Linked DNA regions of Mus musculus: all the other regions are linked to region 1. Evidence: chromatin contacts called from public HiChIP or PLAC-seq and promoter capture Hi-C data. All regions are on one chromosome and are shown on one strand. The core of a region is the stretch at or near the end of the contact, and the rest is flanking DNA. Distances in the headings are between cores, read along the strand shown.

Region 1 (2,855 bases), core at 201-2,700:
AACAAAGTGACAGTAATTTCAAAGGTAAAACGTTCCGCTGACAAACAATGTGGTACAATGGTGGTTTTGGTGGTCAACTGAAACACATCTCCCAGTTACCGGGGATAATTTATGCCTATTGCCCTGGAGTACTACTTATAGAACGTTCTTTCACACTTAAAATATGTTTGTCTGGATGAAAAATGATGTGGTTATCCTAGATTTATTCCAGGCATGCAAGGGATGGTTGTGTATCAGGAAATATCTTCACATAAATGTAGAGAGTTTGGCATCGTACTGTCAGCCCAGAATCACTGCATGCCAGTCAGCAACCTGTGGATTTTAAAGTCTTATAAGACCCTGGTTGGTTGGTTGGTTGGTTGGTTGGTTGGTTGGTTGGTTGGTTGGCTGGTTGGTTTGGTTTGGTTTGGTTTTCAGTAATCACTTCTCTTTTGCTCACCCTTGCACAGCTGAGACTTACGTTCTCTTTTCCAGGGTCCTCTTAAAAGCTTTCTGGAAGATTTAGGGAAACTGCAGAAAAAATTCTATGCCAAAGACGAACGATTGCTTTGCCCCATCAGGACCTACCTGGTTACAGCTCGTAGTGCAGCGAGTTCAGGTGCCCGTGTGCTGAAGACCCTTCGCCGATGGGGTCTAGAGATAGATGAAGCTCTTTTCCTGGCTGGAGCCCCTAAAGGTCCCATCTTAGTGAAGATTCGGCCCCACATCTTCTTCGACGACCAAATGTTCCACATTGAATCAGCACAGAAATTTGGTACCATCACGGCCCATGTGCCTTATGGCATTGCTCAAAAACGCAACTAGGGATGGGGAGGAAAAATAAACAGTCTGGTATTACAAACGGCATGTGTTTTGCATGGCTAGAGTGACTAGTTATTTCTGAGAATTTGACCACAAAACTTAGCTCCTTTGGTGTTTTTCTTTGCTTTTTGGAAAAAATTTTGAACTTTCAAGCTACAGTCAAGCATTCTACTTTTTTAAAGCTAAGGATGTTGGATATCATTGCATCTATCTATAAGTTGTAATGGGTGGCTCTTTAGACAAGTTTAGAACTTTGACACTTAAGTTGTTTCACAAGAAGCTTAATTAATTTTCAAAAAGCATTGCTCACTTTTAGTGTTAGTCAAATGAATGAATCTCTATATGCAGCATCACCTAGAAAAGGTATATTCAGGGTGGAATGAGTCTGATCAATAATACTGCTGATAACTGGGGCTGTGTCTTTTGTTATCCTTGTGTGGCAAGAATTTTACCAAGAAATGTCATTTTGTCTATAGGCATATAACCAATTCTAACACTGTCCACTTCTAAATAAATCCGCTGGGGCTTTCATGTGTACTTCCTGAACGCTAAGTCAAGTCAGCCTTAGGAGCAAAACTACAAGTCCCAGAAAGCCCCGCGCGCAGTAGCCCAGGACAGCAGGCGGCGCCCCAGAGTCCTTCGCGTGTAGGTGGCCCCATAGCACTCCGGAACCTGTGCGCTAGGCCCAGTGCACCGGGCCCGGAAGGTTATGGCAGTGGCTAGTGTGGCCGCAGCGCTCCTGGCCGCACTGGGCGGGGCGCTGTGGCTGGCGGCCCGGCGGTTCTCTGGGCCAAGAAACCAGCGGCAGCAGGGAGGCGGGGACCCGGGCCTCATGCACGGGAAGACAGTGCTGATCACCGGAGCAAACAGCGGCCTGGGCCGTGCCACCGCGGCGGAGCTGCTCCGCCTGGGGGCGCGGGTCATCATGGGATGTCGGGACCGCGCTCGAGCAGAGGAGGCGGCCGGTCAGCTCAGGCAGGAGCTCTGTCAGGCTGGGGGCGCCGGGCCCGACGGCACCGATGGCCAGCTGGTCGTTAAGGAGCTGGACCTTGCCTCGCTGCGCTCAGTGCGAGCTTTCTGCCAAGAACTGCTACAGGTGTGGGTCGAATGGAGCTCGCCACCCTCGGGGAGGGCCCTCTGAAACCTGGTGTGACCTTGAGGGTGGCCATGACCAAACCGGAAAGGCTCCTGCCTGCCTTGGACCCGGCTAGGAGGAGGGGCAGGTCTGAGAAGGAATTCCTGGGAGGTCCTAAGGAGAAGTGCATAAATAAGCCAGTGTCTGGACATTTGGTTTTGTTAGGCTAGGACAGTCACCAGCTGATCTTTGAGTTGTTTTCCCCCTGTCAGAAGTGAAATGTGTGCCAAATCTTACAGTGTCACAAGGCCTGTGAGCACCACAGGAGAAAAGCTAGCCAAAAACTTTCATTAGACCCTTCTTAAAACTTTTCTTTCTGTTTTTTTCCCCTCGTTACCTGGTTTTGTTTGTTTGTTTGTTTTTTCTTTTTTTGTTTTGTTTTGTCCTGCTGAAGTAGGAGGGGGTGTCACTTGCTGACACCCTGCATCATCCCTAAACTTGGAATCCCATTAAGTGTCTGAAAAGGGACAGGAATAAAAATAATTTAATGCTTAGCTTTATGGAAGGTTTTATACATGCCAGGGGATGTGCTAAGGACATTTTTAATATCTTTGGCTATTATCAGATCTTGTAAAGCAAGCAATAATATCTCTACTTCATGATAGGGAACTGAGGCATAGGAAGGCTAAGTGACGTGTCTGTCTTCAGAGTCCTTGCTTTAATCTCCTGTTGTGCATTCCTAGTACTTGAAGGCTGAGGTGTGTGATTTCCTTGGGTGTACAGTAAATATTCTACCGAAGTAGAAAGGCTGTGGCCAAAGTGACTTGCCACAGGTAGATCTAAAGGCAGACACAGGAGGGTGCTTGTCTCTTCTGAAATCTCTTGAATCTAAGGCAGACATTCTAAATGGCCTGTTTTTCTTTTCCGTGATGTACTTAGACCAAAAGAAATATCTGTAAGTTCATTTGTTAACATTTAG
Region 2 (2,855 bases), core at 261-2,760, 1.7 Mb before region 1:
TGTACACACACAAACATGCATATTGATATTTAAAAAGAGGTGGGATTAAGTCAAAGGGCTCTCCTGCATAAATTAGTATCACTATCTAGGGAGTATATGTTATTTTGAGTAGATTATTATAAAAGCAAGCTCAAGCCCTCCCCTCCTGGTCTTTTGTCCTTTTGAGTTTTATCATGGGATTGATTACACAGCCCCAAGGATCTTTCCACTACTTTTAGCATTGGACTTCCTAGTCTTCAGACGCTTGGGAAGTAAATTTATTTTCTTTATTAATGACCTGATTTAGTATTCTGTCAAAGCGATACAACAGTAAGATTTTTATTTATTTATTTATTTATTTATTTTGGTTTTGGTTTTTTGAGACAGGGTTTCTCTGTATAGCCCTGGCTGTCCTGGAACTCACTTTGTAGACCAGGCTGGCCTTGAACTCAGAAATCCGACTGCCTCTGACTCCCAAGTGCTGGGATTAAAGGCGTGCGCCACCACGCCCGGCAAGATAAATTTTAAATCAGTCTGTCTTTATAATGATGAAAACCCAAAGAGCTGTGTTTAACAGGCACTAGGATACATCACATGAACAAAGCACATACAGTCCTTAGCCTGGTAGAGCTCACAGATGCCTAGGGAAGACACTGAGTTAATTAAAAGGCCCTGGATTGTCAAAACCAGGAGGTAAGCCATTAATTAGGAAGTTGTCCCATGAGGGCCTAAACTCTCCAAGAGAGGTGTGATAGAAAGTGGTCCCAACGACTGCGACCAAATCTTTGGAGCCATTGTTGTTCCCTGCAGATTTCAAGGAAGGGCAAGACAATTCTGTAACTGGTAATAAGAAAACATTCAGTCTGATACATAGCCAAGGTAGTTTCTTTTGTGCTTACCCAGTACCCCTGGCTCATCAATTGCAGGAAGTCAGTAACACTTGCCTACTGTAGACGATAACAAGGTGCATTTTTTTTTTATCCCTAAACCTCCAACATTTGAGTGGAAAAGGGGAGATAAACGTTGAGCGGTAGGGCTGTATTAAGGTCTACAACTCCTGTAGGTGCCAGCATACCGGAAGTAGGGGGAAAGAGACTTCAATTTTGGGGTGCATGGGCAGCAGTGCTTACACACAGGCAGTTTAGGGAGAACAATGAGATATCCGGGAGGAAGCGGTGGATGAATAAATTCAGTCTCACACAGAAAGTCGGGGGTTTGCAGCACCACACGAGGCGCGTGACCAGCCCCGGGAGCAGAGCGCCAGAGGTCCGGCGTGCAGGCCAGCCCTGATCCCAGAAGGTAAAGGCCGGGAAGTGCACGCCCGATGGCGGCCTCACCCGCGAGGAGAGCGCCGCGCCAGTGCGCACGCGCGGAGCCCCGGCCGGCCCCCTGCGCCCGGCGCGCGGGAGAAGTACGCACTTCACTGCGAGGCGTCGCGGCTGGGTGAGTGCTCCCCCCTTTCTCCCGCAGTGCTTTGCGCGCGGCCGGTGGGCGGGGGAGGGAGGGGAGGGGAGGCGGCGGCGGCAGCCATGTTGTTGTGAGTCTCTGTGCCTCACCCTCGGTACTTCGGTGGTTCGGAGGAGGAGGGGGAGGAGAAGAAGGAGGTGGGGTGGGGGGGAGGGAGGTAGGAGGAGGAGAAAGAAGACGTCGCCGCCACCGGAGGCGGAGGGGGAGGACGGACGGCCGAGAGCGTCGCCGCCGGTGCCCAACGGTCGGTGTCCCCCGGCTGAGGCAGCGCGGCCGCAGCAGCCCTGTAAGTCAGCCCGCGCTCGCTTCGTCGGGTCCGTGGGCGCCGCGGGGGCCGGCTCTGGGCTTTGTGTGGCGGCCTCCGCGGGAGCAGGCCTCGGGCGGGAACGGGTCGGGCCTGGGCGGGGATCGCGGCGGGCCGCGGCCTGGGCCCCGCTCGCACAATGCCGGGGGAGGGGAGCCGGAAGGGGGTGTGCGCCGGCGGGGGAGGGGGCGCACTCGCCGCTTTCCCGCTTCCTTCCCGCGCCCCGCGCCCTTTGCCGGCCTTAGTGACCAGATCCGTGTGGGTGCCAGGCGGCCTCCAGCCCCTCGGTGCCCACAGTCTGGAAGAAGCACGGTGAATCCAGAGAAACGTGCGAGGTGGAAGTGGGTGAAGCGGAAGGAGTGGGTTTATGAGAGCGAGGGTGGGTGGGCGGGGGTCGCTAGGTTGGGGTGCGGGGTGGTCCTCTGGCCTGCGAGTGTCCAGGAAAACCTTGGCAAACGGATGTGAATGTGAAAGAAAATCGGGACTGGGGTTCGACCTGTTCAGGTGCCTTAGAAAGGAACGTGGTGCTTTTTGTTAGGGGAACATCTCTTCGGTACCCGAAGAACGAGGAACTTGAAAGCCGAAGACCAAAACAGCGACTTCAGATATTCGAACCTTAGTTTTGCTTGTGAATACGGTCAAATTTGAGGGGAAATAAACTGTGCGGAGTTTATGGCCGAACACGTGTAAAGTTAGTGCTTCTTCCAAGAATACGGCTTTAGAAACCCTTCTTTTTCCTCGTAGCCTTTTATTCTGTAACAGCTGAACTTTTGGGGAAGGGAATGGAATTCAGACGTTTTATGTACAAAAGAAGACATGCTATGATAGTTTTTTTCAGATTTAAAGAAATCTGGAGGAAGGGGTTTTCTGTGATGATTTCAGGAGAAATGTTTTTAAATGCTTAGCAGGGTGCAGTGCCTGGAAACGATACAGTGTGTCACGAAAGCAGTTTTAAGGAGTTACCTTGGCGTGTTTGAAGCTTGTTCACCGCTTAGATTCGTGACTCCTAACCATGTGACCGGGTGAATGGAGGATGGTTTAGGGAATTCTGGCCAGGAATCCTGTTAAAAATACAAAGATGGATTATTTTTAATTGGTTAATAAT
Region 3 (2,855 bases), core at 104-2,603, 1.6 Mb before region 1:
CTAAGCCTTCCTGAGCCTTGCTATTGGGTATTCTTTACCAAGACCCTCAAGGATCTAGGCAAGAACTGGGCAGGATCTGTATGTAGCCCATAGTTAGACCTAGGGCAGCTGAGACGCCAAAAGGGAGAGTTTCCTGAGGACAAAAGTGTTCAAACACAACTGGGTGCTGGTTGTTGGGCTACTGCTGGAGGTGTGGTGTGTGTAAAGGAGGCTGTTGAATTCCCAGAAGGCTGGTTCCACAGTGTAGAGTCTACACTGGGGACTTCCCGAGACGCTGAGCCTCAGATCTAGCTTCTCAGTCCAGGCCAGCTGATGTGGGGCTGAGGAACAAGGATGGATGCCATCTATGGCCCCTGCCTTGCAGGTGCAAAGGGCCTTTGGCACCATCTACAGATTGAGGGCAAGACAGGGCTGGTTCTTCCTCCTTGCTCTCGCTGCTATCTGCCTCGCCTGTAGGCTCTCTGGGCTCCTTTTTGGACTGACACGTCTGAAGGACGTTGGAAACTGTGAGGTCCAGGCCCCATAGAGAATCATGAAGGAACAGGAATTCAACTGGAGCTCCGCAGCTGGTTAGGCCTGCGGTCACCTGGAAACAAAGAGGCCATTTATTTTTTCCTTTGGTCTTGGACAAGGAAGAGAAGGGGCTTTCTATAAATAGAAAGACAGCAAAAAAGAAAATAATAATAATAATAATAATAATAATAATAATAAAAACAATAACAAAGCCAGCTCTTCCAGACAGTGCTCATGTCTTTAAAGGTCTTTAAAGGTCTGGAGTTCCCAGCAATTAAGTAAAGGACCAAGACCTCAGGGGTCCCCTATCCTCAGCCCGTGGGGAGGTGGGAACCATACATCGATCCCTCGGTTTATATATAGCCTCATCGCTGTGGGGCTCCGAGGTTGCCCCCAAAATCTTGCTCACCTGGAGGACCCCTGGGTGTCCTCGCCCAGAGGGCGCTGCAGCCTCGCACGTAGAGAACTAACAATCGCCCTTCTCCAGGGCAGTGCCTCCGGACTCCGGACCAGGACATAGTAGCGAGTGCACCTGGGTCTCCGTCAGCTACGCATCAAGGAAGGTGCGACGCGGGAATTACAGATTGCCGGCACTCACCAGTGCTCAGGGGAGGAAGGTGGGACTCAGACCTGCAAGAGCTGAAGAGTGGGGTGGGCTTCGATCCTAGGAGGCGTGGAAGGGGGTGTGGCTGGATCCCTGGGGGGTGGGGCGCTCCAAGGGGCGGGGCAACCCAGGGGGCGGGGCCCGAGGGGTGGAGATTGGGACTACCCAGGCCCGCGGAGCTGGGGGTGGGCGGCTAGTTTTGCAACTGCAGAGCCTTTGGGTTTATTATAAGGCGGAGCTCCGCGGGAGAGGTGCGGGCCAGAGGAGACAGAGCCTAACGCAGAGGAAGGGACCTGGCAGTCGGGAGCTGACTCCAGCCGGCGAAACCTACAGCCCTCGCTCGAGAGAGCAGCGAGCTGGGCAGGAGCCTGGGACAGCAAAGCGCAGAGCAATCAGCAGAGCCGGCCCGGAGCTCCGTGCAACCGGCAACTCGGATCCACGAAGCCCACCGAGCTCCCGCCGCCGGTCTGGGCAGCATGAGACGCGCGGCGCTCTGGCTCTGGCTCTGCGCGCTGGCGCTGCGCCTGCAGCCTGCCCTCCCGGTGAGTGTGGCCCGGGGCAGGGCTGGGAGGCGGCGGGAAGCCGGGACTCGCCACTCGCCGATGCCATGCAGGCGGCAGCACGTGGAGGGGGAGGGGAGCGGGGACTTCTTCCCGCGCTGCCTGGCGGATCCTGGGATGGTGAGCCCTTTAATGAGGACTCCTGTCCCAATTCCTCTACGGTCCGTGGATGCCAGGAGGCTATCCCAGCTCGTGGTCCGGGCGTCCTGCAGAGTGGAACCTCCATTGGTTCCCCGCTCCCAATTAAGTAAAACGACTCCACATGGGTCTGAGTCCGCCGGCCTTAGGCGCTCCGCCGGCCTTAGGCGCCGCTTGGAGTTGCTCTCTCCCGTTGCTGTCTTGCTGGCCATCTCAGCGGCCTGGCCTCCGCCAGTGTCCCGGAGGGATGCAGTGGCCATGGCCACAACGCCTTTTCCATAGACCCTAATTCAAACCAGACTGCAGGCTGCACCCCCAGCGCCGCGGAGTCCGGGCGCTCGGCCCTTTGCACCGGGGCAAGTTTGGGCACAGCAGAGCCGGCGCGGGAACAGGGGGAAGCTGACGTTCGGGGTGGCGGGAGGGACGGGATTAAGGCTGTTTGTGGGACACAAGAGGGTGGCTCAGGGACCTTCGGTTTTTCTCTGGCTGCCCCAGGTGAGCCGGGCCGAGCTGGCAGCGGGAGGTTCCGGGAAGTTGGCTTCAGAACGCTGAAGACCCTAAGAACCCAACTTTGGGGTCGCTGAAGTTGTGCTGCCCCCGGAGGGCCTCCTCCGCATGGCCCGCGCGGGGGACCCTCCCCGCGAGTGGACCCCGGTACGGCTCTTCCCCTCCCCCGACTCGGCTTTGTGCTGAAGCCGCGCGTAGGGAAGGCGGGTCCCTTGGCCCGCCCAGTAGGGCCGCGGGGAAAGAGGGACGAACGTGGAGCTGGCGACTGGTGGGGGAAAGCTTCTGGGTAGGATGCAGCCATCCACCTTTGGTGGGGGTCGGTCTCTCTAATCAGCGGCTTGGCCGACAAAGAGCTTGGTCGAGGGTACCCCAGAAAGTGCTCTCCCGCCCCAGCCGCCGTCCGCTAGCCCGCCTTCCCCAACGGGGGCGCTTTGTTCTCGGCCCCTGTAACCCTTCCCTGGGAACCGCCCCGCAGCGCTGGTCCTTGACGTGGGCCGGGTCCTGGGTCGCCGCCAGGTGTCAGCGCTGCCCTC
Region 4 (2,855 bases), core at 215-2,714, 1.6 Mb before region 1:
TTGTGCATGTGGTCTACTTTGCAGCATCGGATGGCAGTCTGCTATATGTTAATTGTATATGTCTCAGGCAAATGTTCCTACATTTCCCCCCTGTCTCTAAAATGCCTGTCATAAAGTAATCTGCTTCATAAGCTTCCTGTGCAGGTCATGTGATTAAATAAACAAATACACTCAAGTTTCGACTAGGTTGCCTTTAAGAACTTATGCCACCATGGCTCACATAGGCTTCTAGTTTACACGGTAGCAGGCATGTTCAATTCCCTCCAACCCAGGGCACAGCCCAGTAAGGCACTGAATGGAAGAGGAAGAGGATGCAGGAGGCAGAGGTGAAGAGGGAGGGTATCCTTTGAGGAGAGGTAGTAAGAAGGTTGGGTCCCTCAAGTCTGGGTTGCAGGAAAATAAACAGCAAACAGTGTTCCAAGTATTTTCCAGAACTTGGGGCTCCCAAGGCTGGGCTGATAAATCTGAGACAAAAACACGCCGCAGCTTTTTAGACTGACTTGCCTGTTTTCCTTCTTCTCTTTAATTGTTGAGTAGCCTTTGAAGACCTCGGAGGAAATGCCCAGAAGGCCTATACGATCTTTTACCTCATCTTAGACCCTGCATTAGGCCAGTGGGAAGTACCTTTTACTCCTTATTGAGGAAGGGTTATGGAGCAGGAAGAAGCCCGCAGCCCCCTGTGTAGCATCCCCATCTCTTCCTCCTTCACAGAAAACTATCATTCACAGCCCCACCCCCAACACCAGACTCCCTAGCTTCCAAAGCACAGAAGCTTGGTCCTGAAATGGGTGCAGTTCATTTAGGACCTTAGTGATTCGTTCAACAAACAAGAAAAGGCCCAACCTCCAGGGAGGTGGAGTGGGCAGGTGTGGAGAGGGCAGGAGGCTGTAGGCAGACTTGGCACATATGAGTTGTGAGTTCACCACCTCTGTCCAGCCCCCAGGAGTTGAAGTGCTCCCAGGGAAGGGGCCTCAGGGACTGGGTGTGGGGTACATATGCCTGGGACATGCACACACTTGTGTTTCCCTGTGATCAGACCTGAGCTGAGACTCGTGGGGAAGGCTTGGGGGTGAGGGTGGAGAACAGAGGGGTCAACTGTCCAGCTCGCTACCTGCCAAAGTTCTGAATTGGAAGAGTGGGACCCAGCAGCCCCTCCTTGTTCCAATTCAGTCTTGGGGTTGATGCTCTGTGGCTGAGGCAGTGTCGAAAGTGGTCAGATGACGTTGTTTATGGGACATCTCCAGCTAGGCTGAAACCACAGCACAAGAGGCCTGGCAGGAATGTCTAAAGGCTACAGAGGGGTGCTGGCATAGCAAAGACTGGAGTTGTCGTACCTAGCCTGACTGTCTTTTCTCCCTCTTGGGACTGATTGCCCAGCTTCTAGGAGCCTCCTGGCCCTGCTCTATTGAGTCCCTGGAGCCAGGCAGGCGGGTGTGGCAGCCATTGTGTAAGGGTGAGCTCACCCCCTGTTCCGTCCCAGCCTGCACCAGCCTGCCCGCTGCTGGTTAATCATTGTTCAGACACCTTGGCTGGCATGCAGGCTGCAGAGAAAGACATGACAGGGCAGGGTTGACCCTGCCAGGCCTCAGCAAAGCTTTCCCACCCAGCAGGCCTGAGTGGGGCTGTTCCCCTGGACCCCACAGAGGACACTGCTGTGGAACTGAGACTTCTCTTATTTCCTTAGTAGACCTTAGGTAAACAATTCTGATTGGATTCAAGAACATGTCTCTTGAATTTCCTCTGGTGCAATAAACTCAGTGTAATTTAGTGGCATAGCTGGGACAGACAGCAATGCCCAAAGATCTTAAATCCCAGCTCTCCCATGTACTAGGTGACCTTAGTCAGGCTTAATAGTCTCTCCTGCCGTGGTTTCCTGGGCTATGAAAAGGTGCTATTAATGGTGATGCTGCTGTCCTCTCAGGACTGTTGTGAAGGTTAGGACAGTCATAAAGTGCCTACTGTGCCAAGAACTAGAAAGCCCATGAAATCTAAAACTTTCATCACTGTACACAGCTAGTTCTCCAAAGTGAGATGAGTGGCCACCAGGTGTGGGCTGGCCTGTTTGTATGCACTGTCTAAGCACCCTTCAATGTCCTCTTGTGAACTGGATACTGCTCTCCCCAGTTCTCTGGATAAGAACACTCAGATTCCAAGGTATGGGGCAGGTGTGAGCTTGAAGCTCCTGTCCAGGGTCACTTAGTATAAGCCACAAAGGTGAATTTTAACCCTACGTGCGTCTGTGCTCGAATCTCATCTCACTATCGCCCAGCATTGCCAGGTTTACAGATCAAAGATGCAAATCTGGACTTGTCCAGCAATTAAATTCTTCCCACACTCATGGGCATTCTCTCAGCCTGTGTGGGGGTGGAGTGAGGGGTTCTAGGCTCAATCCATGAGAAAGACAAGGAGCTAAGAATGCCTCATTTACTCCCTGGGCCTAAGGAACTCCAGCCCCCTGCCCATGAAGAGACAGGAAGGACCTAACACAGGCCTGCAAGATACCCAGTGCTGCTGCAGCTGAGACCCACAATTATTCATTCATCATAGTTAAATGGAAGGTGAGTGATTATCTAGAGATTATGAGAGACCTGGAATCTTTTCTCTCACCTCAAGCTCCCCCAGGATGATGCTATTAGCTGAGATATGGTTGGATAGCACTTAAGGACATCCCTTTGCAAACCAAAGCAGTGGAGCACTTGTCTCTCAGGAAGTATTATAGCCATCCAGAAGTTCCTTGGTCTAATTCAGAGGTGTGCTTTAAAGGACAGGCTTGGGACCCAGATGGCTTGTCTTTGGGACAGTGGGGATTCTGGGTCCCCTGTCCTCAGGAGCCAGCACATAATTGAAATGGGAGC
Region 5 (2,855 bases), core at 252-2,751, 1.5 Mb before region 1:
CCCTGACTACAGGCCCTTACAGGCCCATACAAGGTTGCCGCCTGCTCTTTGCGGTGCTGCTGCAGTGCTGTGATAAGGCCAGGGAGACTCTGGGTGCCTGTACTGTGATGTTGTGCACCTCCTGCCATCAGAACCGTCTGTCAGAGATAAGTTACCCACCCCAGGTATTTTGTTGTAACAACACAGAGCAGGGTAAGTTCCTTTAAACCTCTGCTGTTTTGAGAGCCTTTCTAATAAGCATTTTTTTGATAATTTCGTTTTCAGTTCCTCTGAATACATTTCCATAAAAATAGCTCACAGGTTTGAGCTCTGTTAAGACTCTACTTTTTCTGAGTTCCAGGACAGCCAGCGCTATACAGAGAAACCCTGTCTCGAAACAAAACAAAACAAAACAAAAGAGTTTACTTTTTCATTCAACTCATTTTTCTTATGTCTTTAAAAAAGTTTGCTGCATATTAATTGTATAAAATAATAGGTTTTGCTATGATATTTTTATGTACTCAAAGTATATAACATTGATCATACTGGCAGCCCATTCACTCCCTCTTGCTCCCACTTCTCTATCTCACCAATCCTTTCTCTTTCCAGTCTTCCTCCCTCCCTCCCTCCTTTTCTCCCTCCCTCGTTTCCTTCCCTCCCTCCCTTTCTCCCTCCATCCCCCTCTCTCCCTCCCTTCCTCCCTCCTTCCTTCTTTCGTTCCTGTCGGTCTTCCTAGACTGGGTAGTCTGTGAGCCCCTGGTATCCACTTAACCCTTCTCCAGTACTGGGACTGCAGACTCCTGCAACTGTGCTCAGTCGTAGCATAGTACAGACGCTTTACATCGGTACACTTGTTCCTTTGTTTCTTTATTGGGGGAGCACCTGCATATGGGAGACAACTTGTGAGAGTCAGTTCTCTCCTTCTACCATGTGGTCCTTGGGGACTGATCTCAGATTGTCAGGTTTGGTGGCAAGCACCTTTACTCCCTATGCCATCTCACAGGCCTGTCTCCCAGCTTTTCCATGGGTTCTGAGGCTTTGAACTCATGTCCTCATACTTGCACGGTAAGCACTTAACCCACAGAGCCATAGCTCTAGCCCTACTGCTACAGGAGCATGCCCAGCAGTCACAGAATTGCAGACCTTTATAGACAAATAGACAATATCATATATCTCCCGTATTATGCACGTGCATGCGTACCTCAGAGATATGGCAAGTTTCATCCCAGACAACCAAAGTTAGACAAACATGGAGGTAAAATGAGTCACATCCGGTTATGTTTGTGTTAGACTATAATCTGTGAAGCGAGCAATAGCATTACGTCTAAAGAAACAACATCTAGAACCTAATTAAGACTGCTTTACTGCTGAACTGGGAGACAGCTCAGTTGGTAAAATGTTTGCATTACAGGGATTAGGACCTGAGTTTGTACCTGGAACCCATATAAAAGCTGGGTGAGGTATCCGGTGTCTGCAACCCTTGTTGGGGTGTAAGAGGTAGGTGGATCCCCGTGGTTTAGGTGCCAGCCAGCCTAGCCAAGAGGTGAGCTCCAGGTTCACCTGCGAGACCCTAGACTAAAAAATGTAAGATATAGGGAGAGTGATTGAGAAAGTCACTATCTACCCATTGGCTCCATGCCCACGTGCACACGCCCATTCTCTCTCTCTCTTTCTCTCTCTCTCTTCCTCTCTCTCTCTCTCTCTTTCTCTCTCTCTCTCTCTCTCTCTCTCTCTCTCTCTCTCTCTCTCTCTCTCACACACACACACACACACACACACACACACACACACACGAGAAACCACTTTTTATGGCCATGCGTAAAAAGCAACTCCCTATTTGAGTTTTATGACAAAACCACAGTAACCAAGTCCCAGCCTTAGATGCCACTTCTAACTTTAGCTGTCACCCTTTTCCTCCGCAGCTGCAGCCACTTCCGCCACTGAAGCATCTGTAAGGCTGGAGTCAACTTCTTCCCAGACCTTCCCGACGTTGCAGTTTGACATTCAACATGATTTTTATTTTATTTTGGTTGCAGCATCTCACACTCTATGAACCATTTCCACCAAGCTTCCTAATCCTAGGTCCGTGAGAGGGATGGCTATTTATGGCACCTACAGCCTTATTAAATGTGTTTATTTCTTACATCATAAGATTTGGGAGTCGCCATCACTCCTTAATCCTTGGGATGTACATGTCGTGTTAGCACACACAAAAGCAACTATGTTATAGTAGAAGCCTGCCAGGGTTCTTGGGTGACTGGGTCTATTGTCAGATTTTAAGAATAACCTTTCCTGACCCCAAGCGACAGACTTCAATAGTGGCTTAGAATATTCAGTAGGCCATGTTGCAAGCAGATGTCCTGTCTTCCAGGCTTTGTTGTTCCACAGAGAGAGCACAGGGACACTAGATTTCATGTAATTCATTTCTTAACATTTATTTATTTATGTATTTAATTTTTTATTGAGGATGTGGCTGTGTTTACACACACACATGTGCATGCCACATCTCATGTGTGGAGGTCAGATGGCAACTTCTCTGTTCTTTCTTTCTACCATGTACGCTTCAGGGATTGAGCTCAAGTTCAGATCATCAGGCTTGGTGACAGGGGCCTTTACCTACTGAGCCATCTCCTTGTGATTCTTCTTATTCTTCTTTAATATTTGTATTAAATATTAATATTTGTATTAGTGTGTGTGCGCGTGTGTGCGCGCGCATGTGTGTGCGCGAGTGTGTGTATGTACGCGTGCGTGTGTGTGTGTGTGTGTGTGTGCGTGTGTGTGCATGTGTGCGTGCGTGCATGTGCGCGAGTGTGTGTGTGTGCATGTGTGCGTGTGTGTGTGTGTGCATATGTGCGTGTGTGCCTGTGTGTGTGCGT
Region 6 (2,855 bases), core at 148-2,647, 1.5 Mb before region 1:
TATTCATGTGCACGTGTGTGCATGATTACATATGTACATGGGAACTTATGTGTTTGCATGTGTTTGTGTGGACAGCAAATGTGCACACAGCCTGCTTCTCACCTGCTAGGTGCTCTCGCCTGAGAAGAGATCAGCTACCCTCCCCCATACCTGCTCCTCTTTCTGGTCTGCCCCTGGAAGAAGTCTGAGAAGCCAATAGAGAGCTCTCAGTGGGCCATGCCATACTTGCTGTGGTCAGGTCTGGAGCTTGCAGTAAGAGGCTAAGGCAGCCAAAGGTGCAGGATGCAGACCAGGGCAAAGCCAACATCTCAGGCTGCCGAACAGAGAGGTCTGTAGTGCCCTGGTGCTTACAAGCCCCATGGCCTGCCTGCAATTGGCCTACCTAGAGGAGAGTGGGGTGAGCCTGTGCCAAAAGTGAGGACTGAGAGAGGAGCTTGCCCTTGGCCAACAGAGCTATGTTCAGGGCATTGGCTCCTGGGAACTCAAGGACAAGCAAGGAGCCTATGACTAAGCCTGGTGGCTTCTTGACTGTTTAAGTCTCCTGGGTCTACCATAACAATAGTCTGGGTCCTTGAACACAAGAACTCTCTCTGCCCAAAATCCTAGAGGCTGGAGGACTGTGATGAAGGCATCAATGGTCAATCTCTTCTAGATGGCCATGGTCACGCTGTACCCTCATGTGGCCTCTTCCCTGTTTGCATGGAGGACAGTCAAATGGAATTAAGGCCCCACCCTAATGCTATTATTTTAATGTAATCACCTCTTTATAGATCCTGACTTAGAATACAGTCATATTTCCAGGCACTAGAGGATTGGGGAGTCAACATACAAAATCCTGGGGGTGACTCTGTTTAATAAATAGCAGTGATGATGGAATCGTTGTCCTAACTGTGATTGTGAGTTACATAAGAGAGCTGCTTCGACATAGGGTATGAGCCCCTCCCATATATGTGTGCTTATGTATGCACGGGTAAGTTTGTTGTAATGAGTCTGTGTTCATATGTATTTAGTCCATACTTACATACATATATGCTCATACACATATAGGAATTTGTATGTATATAGAGACGTGTGCATATATGTATGCATGGTACATATGCATAGCAACCTGCTCTATGGCTGCTAGGTTGATCTGCCTGATTCTTCCCTGGAGCTGGAGAGGAGGATGGGCCAGGCTGATGGGCTAGGTATTTTGTGGGTGAACTGAAGGAGCTGTTCAGGTCCTTAGCAGGCTAGAGGCAGCGCCAGAAGGCTTACCCTATGTCCTCAGTGTCCACGATTCCTCTCTCTACTGTCACACTGCAGGAGTCTCACTGCTCAGATGTTAGAGTCCCCAGGGGCCACCCATCTTCTCTTCCTGTATCACGTGGGAGGGAGAAGAGGCTGCTCCGGGAAGGCGATGTGATTCACTGCTGCTGCTGAGGTCTGACGCTCATCACGATATCTTACTTGCCATGATTCACTCAGTTACCAGACTCTGACAAGTGGACTGATTTGCCCAAGGTCTGATAGGCCCTGGTACTGTGGAGGGCAGGGCTTAGTCCCTGGAGTACCTGATCCCCTAGAGATCCCGTAGACAGTGACTGGAAACCGTCCCTGAGCTCCCCCAGTCCCGCAGACCCCTCCAGCTAGACCTAGACTAAATGCTGACTCCTTATGCCAGAGATGCCCTTGTCTCCTCACCCTGGTTTTATTTGCTTTGCACTGGCCCTGCCTGGTTTTAGCAGGAGGCGAGTCTTGACTGAGGCCTTATTTCGGTTTCCAGTTGGAATGCTCCATCTTTCTGTCCCTAAGGTGGACAGTGTGCCTGGCCATATGGCCGTGGCAGCATGGAAGCCCTGGGCATGGGGTGGTGGGTCCTTTTCTTCTGGCCGTGGCAAGTGAGGAAATGCTTCCCTAAAGAAAGACTGGGGTCTGGAGAAGTTATCTTGACTGCTGGGTCCTTCAAGAACAGCCACTAGTACAGGCACTGTAGAGTGCTTCCATCTACAAACTCGGCTCTCCTCATGAGCTGCTATCTCGCTAGCCTGGCCACAGAGGACTATGAGTGGGTAGGTGGCCATGTTGTCCCAGCCTCCAGGACAGCCAGGTGACCTGGGCTGCTTTTTTTTCTCACATAGCTTCAACATCTAGGCCTGTTCTTAATCCAACCTCCAGCAGAGGCTAAGACATGGGGACTAAGGGACATACATGCCAGAGCCAGACAGTCTCCTCCAGAACCCTGCTGTCCTTTCACTGGCTGTTCATAATGGTCCTGTCACCCTGCCAGGAGGGTGTCTGCCATAGCACCTGGGAGAAGGCAGGTACTCTAATGCACCTGTATTTGATGAATGAATAAATAGATCTTCAGACAATTTACATCCTGTTTCTCGGATGTGAGGTTATCTTCAAAAGACTCATGATTCAGTTCCTGGGTGCAGGTGGTGGCGAGGGCTCCCATCTCTGTTAATCAAGCGCCCACAGGAGCCTATGGGGACCAGAAGGAGCTTTGATTCTGTGGGTCCGCTGCTACGAGTATGAGTTCTTTCAGTGAATTGACCTTGAGCCCTCCCTGCAGGAAAGTAAAATGGATTATTTTTATTATTATTGATTATTCCCCTTAGACTGAACCTGAGGCACTTCAGGCTTGGGGCTGGCAGCACAGTGAAAGGTTGTGGTTGAACCTGGCTGGCCTCCAGCAGGAGTGGCATGGGAATGTGGCCTTTGGCCCTTGAAGGCTGTCTAGGGGAGTAGGCGGGACAGCTACCCAGAGCCAAACCTTAGAGTGGCCTCTGACTGACACCGCTGGACAAACCCAGCCTTGGTGGTCCCCAAGGAGCCATTTCTTCTTCATCTTCCCTCCCTACCTGGGCTTT
Region 7 (2,855 bases), core at 233-2,732, 1.5 Mb before region 1:
GATCAGGAGACAGAAGCAAGGGGGTCAGAAACTGAAGAGCATCCTAAGCTACATAGTGAGCTGGAGGCTAGGTTGCGATCATGTCATAAAACAAAAATAGAAAGGAAAAGAGAAAGAACGGGGAAGGGAAATTGAGACTATGAATTAAAGAGGGGCTGGGAAGATAACTCAGTGGTTAAGAACACTTGAGGACCTGGGTTTGGTTCCGAGTACCAACATGGAGGCTTACAACCAGTCGTAACAACAGTTCCTGAGAATCCAACACCCTTTTCTGGCCTCCAGTGGGCACTTTACCCACTGAGCCATCTCCTTATGCCCAGTCCATGTTCTTAACAGACATATATAGTATATTTTCATTAATAAACTTCTAGCATTGTCTACTGGCTTCAATTATGGTAGGCAAAACACTCATATACATAAAACACAGTCTTCTAAAAAACCAAGTGTTTTCTGCTCTTTCAGATGCCTAGAGTTCAGTTCCCAGGACCCACATCAGGCAGCCTGCAATTTCAGCTCCAGGGGGATCTTATGTCTGCTTCTGGCTTCCTCTAGCGACTGCTACACATGTAGCGTTTTTTCACTCACACACATATTCTAGGAACCTTAAAGACCCACAAATCCTGCATCCCCCTCATTTGCTTCCTCATACACTAGGCTAGCTGGCCAGAGAGCTTGCAGGGATGTCTCCTCACTCAAGACATCTGTCTGGCTGTAACAGCTGGGTTTTACAGAAAGGTAAAGCCACAGCGTCTGGTTTTCCATGAATCCTCACGATTGCTTTGCAAGCACTTTACCCACTTACCACCTCTTCATATATACTATATTTTCATTAATAAAATTCTAGCATTGTCTACTGGCTTAAATTATGGTAAAGGCATGGATTTTGTCCTGACATCTCTTCCCTTCCTCTTTCCAAAATACTTTTGAGGTTCTTTGAAATTATTCAGTGTTTATTTGATTATGCCTATTATCCACAGCTGCACACTATGGTACAGTTTCATTCCTTCTCAAGGTAGCTACAAGCCTTGTTTGTTTGTTTGTTTGTTTTTGAGACAGGGTTTCTCTGCATAGCCCAGGCTGGCCTTGAACTCAGAAATCCACCTGCCTCTGCCTCCCAAGTGCTGGGATTAAAGGCGTGCGCCACCACAGCCCGGCTGATAGCCACAAATCTTAAAACAAATACAAAATAAATTCAGTCAAAAACTTGACTCAGTTAATGAGGATCATAAGATGTTAGAAGGAACTATAGAGTGAATATAAAGCACCCATTGTTGAAGTAAAAATGATAACTGAATCACCCAACTTATGTCAAATGGCTTTCTCTGAGAAGAGGTATGAGTCAGTGAGTCTCGTGTAACATGCTGTAGAAATGTCCAGCATCCCACAGAAAGTTGAGGCTCACTCTGGCATCAGAGCATGCAGAAAAGTGTGGCTTGTTTCTCACTTAAGACACACTCTCTCATTCTCTATTTTTTTTTTTTTTTTTTGCTTGTTTTTCTGGCCTATTTCAATGTCCTTCACAATCTTTCTCTTCAAGAAGAAAAAAAAAATCACTATTATCTGTATAAACTCAACAGCTAAGCGGTTTCTCCACTTTATCATGCTGTCATTTTCCTTAATCCCTTGGCCTTTGGCAGAGTCCAGTGGTATTTATTGGCTCCCTCTAAGTAGGCTTCAGAGAGATGGGGGAAGGACAGAAATCCAATCCTTTAGCCTACTTGCGAGCCCTCCTTTCTGGTCTGAGCCTAGAGGGCCACGCCAGAATGGTAGCCACGCCCCTTCCCGCAGGCACGCCCCGACAGGCCCAACAATAGAGCACGAATACGTCACGTGGGCCTCGCAGTGACAAAGACAACGTGGCGAAAGACAGCGCCAAAAATCTCCGTGCCCGCTGTCTGCCACCAACTCCGTCTTGTTTCACCCTTCTCCTCCTTGCGGAGCTCGTCTGGGAGACGGTGAATTACCGAGTTACCCTCAATTCCTACAGCCCCCGACAGCGAGCCCAGCCACGCGCACCGCGGTCAAACAGCGCCGGAGAGAGTTGAACTTTTGATTGGGCGTGATCTGTTTCAATCTCCACATCTTCTCCAATCAGAAGCCAGGTAGCCCGGCCTTCCGCTCTTCGTTGGTCTGTATGTGGCAGAAGGCGGAGGGAGAGATTCCGAGCCGACGTCCCGCGAGAGCGGCGCCGGGCGCCCAGAGCGCAGGCGCACAGGAGTTGGCAAGGGCCCGGGCCGAGGGCGGGCCAGAAGACGCGTCCTTTGGCTGTGGACACCGTCGTAGAGTCGTCTGGGTTGAACCGCTGGGCCGAAAGCTTTTGTCAGGGGCCTGGGCGAGAACGAGGCCCGCGAGGTTCCGGATGGTGTCCATGACTTTCAAACGGAGCCGCAGCGACCGGTTCTACAGCACCCGGTGCTGCGGCTGTTGCCATGTCCGCACCGGGACGATCATCCTGGGGACCTGGTACATGGTAAGGGCTGGCTGGCAGGGCCGCTCCACCAGGCCAGTGCGCCTGCGCGACAAGTGGGCCTGGTGGGCAGGGGGCGGGGACGTGAAAGTTGTTGGGGCGCTACTTTTCGGGGTGCTTTTAACTGTGAACTGAGGCTTTACGAGATGGGGCTCCCCAGGATTTGGGAGGGGATGGGAATAGGATCGTCATTTCGGGTTCGGGAAGTGCGCAACCCTCATCCCGCCCCACCCCCCCATCGAAACAATTATTGTCCCGCAGTTATGCAGCCAGTTCGGACGTTTTGTCCGAATCGAAAGCGAAATCCAGTTCGGGTGCCTCCTGCAGTTTTTGTTGAGGCGTTCGGTGATGTAGCCAGAGGTCTCTGTTTTGAGTCTAGACGTTAGCC

The links. Promoter capture Hi-C pulls out the DNA fragments that hold promoters and counts their contacts. HiChIP or PLAC-seq counts read pairs in DNA pulled down with a chosen protein or histone mark.
Region 2: a promoter capture Hi-C map of pre-B cells shows a contact between it and region 1. The contact joins the promoter of Pum2 here to the promoter of Rdh14 in region 1. A contact is called at or near these places in 6 of 39 promoter capture datasets (the C10 cell line, hematopoietic stem and progenitor cells, hippocampal neurons and 2 more), 1 of 484 Hi-C or Micro-C datasets (embryonic stem cells), 2 of 115 datasets of contacts at active chromatin or transcription factors (astrocytes and kidney) and 1 of 9 other capture datasets (liver).
Region 3: a contact with region 1 is called in a promoter capture Hi-C map of pre-B cells. The contact joins the promoter of Sdc1 here to the promoter of Rdh14 in region 1. A contact is called at or near these places in 8 of 39 promoter capture datasets (the 3T3-L1 cell line, the C10 cell line, cranial neural crest and 4 more), 3 of 484 Hi-C or Micro-C datasets (CD4 T cells, the G1E-ER4 cell line and Th1 cells), 3 of 115 datasets of contacts at active chromatin or transcription factors (large pre-B cells and stem cell-derived neural progenitor cells) and 1 of 9 other capture datasets (adipose tissue).
Region 4: an H3K27ac HiChIP or PLAC-seq map of extraembryonic endoderm stem cells shows a contact between it and region 1, with 9 times the contacts expected there. The contact joins the enhancer-like site here to the promoter of Rdh14 in region 1. A contact is called at or near these places in 3 of 39 promoter capture datasets (hippocampal neurons, liver and pre-B cells) and 3 of 115 datasets of contacts at active chromatin or transcription factors (acute myeloid leukemia, astrocytes and extraembryonic endoderm stem cells).
Region 5: a contact with region 1 is called in a promoter capture Hi-C map of pre-B cells, with 5 times the contacts expected there. The contact joins the enhancer-like site here to the promoter of Rdh14 in region 1. A contact is called at or near these places in 2 of 39 promoter capture datasets (liver and pre-B cells) and 2 of 115 datasets of contacts at active chromatin or transcription factors (astrocytes and large pre-B cells).
Region 6: a contact with region 1 is called in a FOXA1 HiChIP or PLAC-seq map of pancreatic cancer cells. The contact joins the enhancer-like site here to the promoter of Rdh14 in region 1. A contact is called at or near these places in 4 of 39 promoter capture datasets (hippocampal neurons, liver and pre-B cells), 1 of 15 datasets of contacts at CTCF or cohesin (large pre-B cells), 3 of 115 datasets of contacts at active chromatin or transcription factors (astrocytes, large pre-B cells and pancreatic cancer cells) and 1 of 9 other capture datasets (adipose tissue).
Region 7: a contact with region 1 is called in a promoter capture Hi-C map of liver, with 5 times the contacts expected there. The contact joins the promoter of Laptm4a here to the promoter of Rdh14 in region 1. A contact is called at or near these places in 13 of 39 promoter capture datasets (the 3T3-L1 cell line, 3T3-L1-derived adipocytes, the C10 cell line and 7 more), 12 of 484 Hi-C or Micro-C datasets (B cells, CD4 T cells, CD8 T cells and 8 more), 7 of 115 datasets of contacts at active chromatin or transcription factors (astrocytes, epiblast stem cells, extraembryonic endoderm stem cells and 4 more) and 2 of 9 other capture datasets (embryonic stem cells and liver).

What each region holds. Positions count from the first base shown.
Region 1 is chr12:10,389,330-10,392,184 of GRCm38.p6, forward strand. Rdh14 (retinol dehydrogenase 14 (all-trans and 9-cis)) reads left to right here and starts at 1,451. Exons shown (of 2, transcript NM_023697.2): 1 at 1,451-1,897. The coding sequence starts at 1,511. Nt5c1b (5'-nucleotidase, cytosolic IB) reads left to right here. Exons shown (of 9, transcript NM_027588.3): 9 at 475-845. The coding sequence ends at 804.
Region 2 is chr12:8,672,749-8,675,603 of GRCm38.p6, forward strand. Pum2 (pumilio RNA-binding family member 2) reads left to right here and starts at 1,511. Exons shown (of 21, transcript NM_001160220.1): 1 at 1,511-1,732.
Region 3 is chr12:8,770,043-8,772,897 of GRCm38.p6, forward strand. It overlaps Sdc1 (syndecan 1), which reads left to right and starts at 1,354. Exons shown (of 5, transcript NM_011519.2): 1 at 1,354-1,659. The coding sequence starts at 1,594. Gm4755 (a long non-coding RNA gene) reads right to left here and starts at 1,229. Exons shown (of 3, transcript XR_381238.4): 1 at 923-1,229; 2 at 1-586.
Region 4 is chr12:8,810,292-8,813,146 of GRCm38.p6, forward strand. No RefSeq gene overlaps it. Among named protein-coding and RNA genes, the nearest start is that of Gm33418, 20 kb to the right of the region's middle. Within about 2 kb of position 1,465, at least 75 of the 459 cell types and tissues checked have an H3K27ac peak or open chromatin away from gene starts, as enhancers often do. A contact at or near this core is called in extraembryonic endoderm stem cells and liver, where this site is marked.
Region 5 is chr12:8,841,045-8,843,899 of GRCm38.p6, forward strand. No RefSeq gene overlaps it. Among named protein-coding and RNA genes, the nearest start is that of Gm33418, 11 kb to the left of the region's middle. Within about 2 kb of position 1,502, at least 37 of the 459 cell types and tissues checked have an H3K27ac peak or open chromatin away from gene starts, as enhancers often do. A contact at or near this core is called in pre-B cells, where this site is marked.
Region 6 is chr12:8,874,369-8,877,223 of GRCm38.p6, forward strand. 9930038B18Rik (a long non-coding RNA gene) reads right to left here. Exons shown (of 3, transcript XR_105447.5): 3 at 2,141-2,551. Among named protein-coding and RNA genes, the nearest start is that of Gm33483, 3.6 kb to the right of the region's middle. Within about 2 kb of position 1,398, at least 23 of the 459 cell types and tissues checked have an H3K27ac peak or open chromatin away from gene starts, as enhancers often do. A contact at or near this core is called in pancreatic cancer cells, where this site is marked.
Region 7 is chr12:8,919,825-8,922,679 of GRCm38.p6, forward strand. It overlaps Laptm4a (lysosomal-associated protein transmembrane 4A), which reads left to right and starts at 1,483. Exons shown (of 7, transcript NM_008640.2): 1 at 1,483-2,470. The coding sequence starts at 2,135.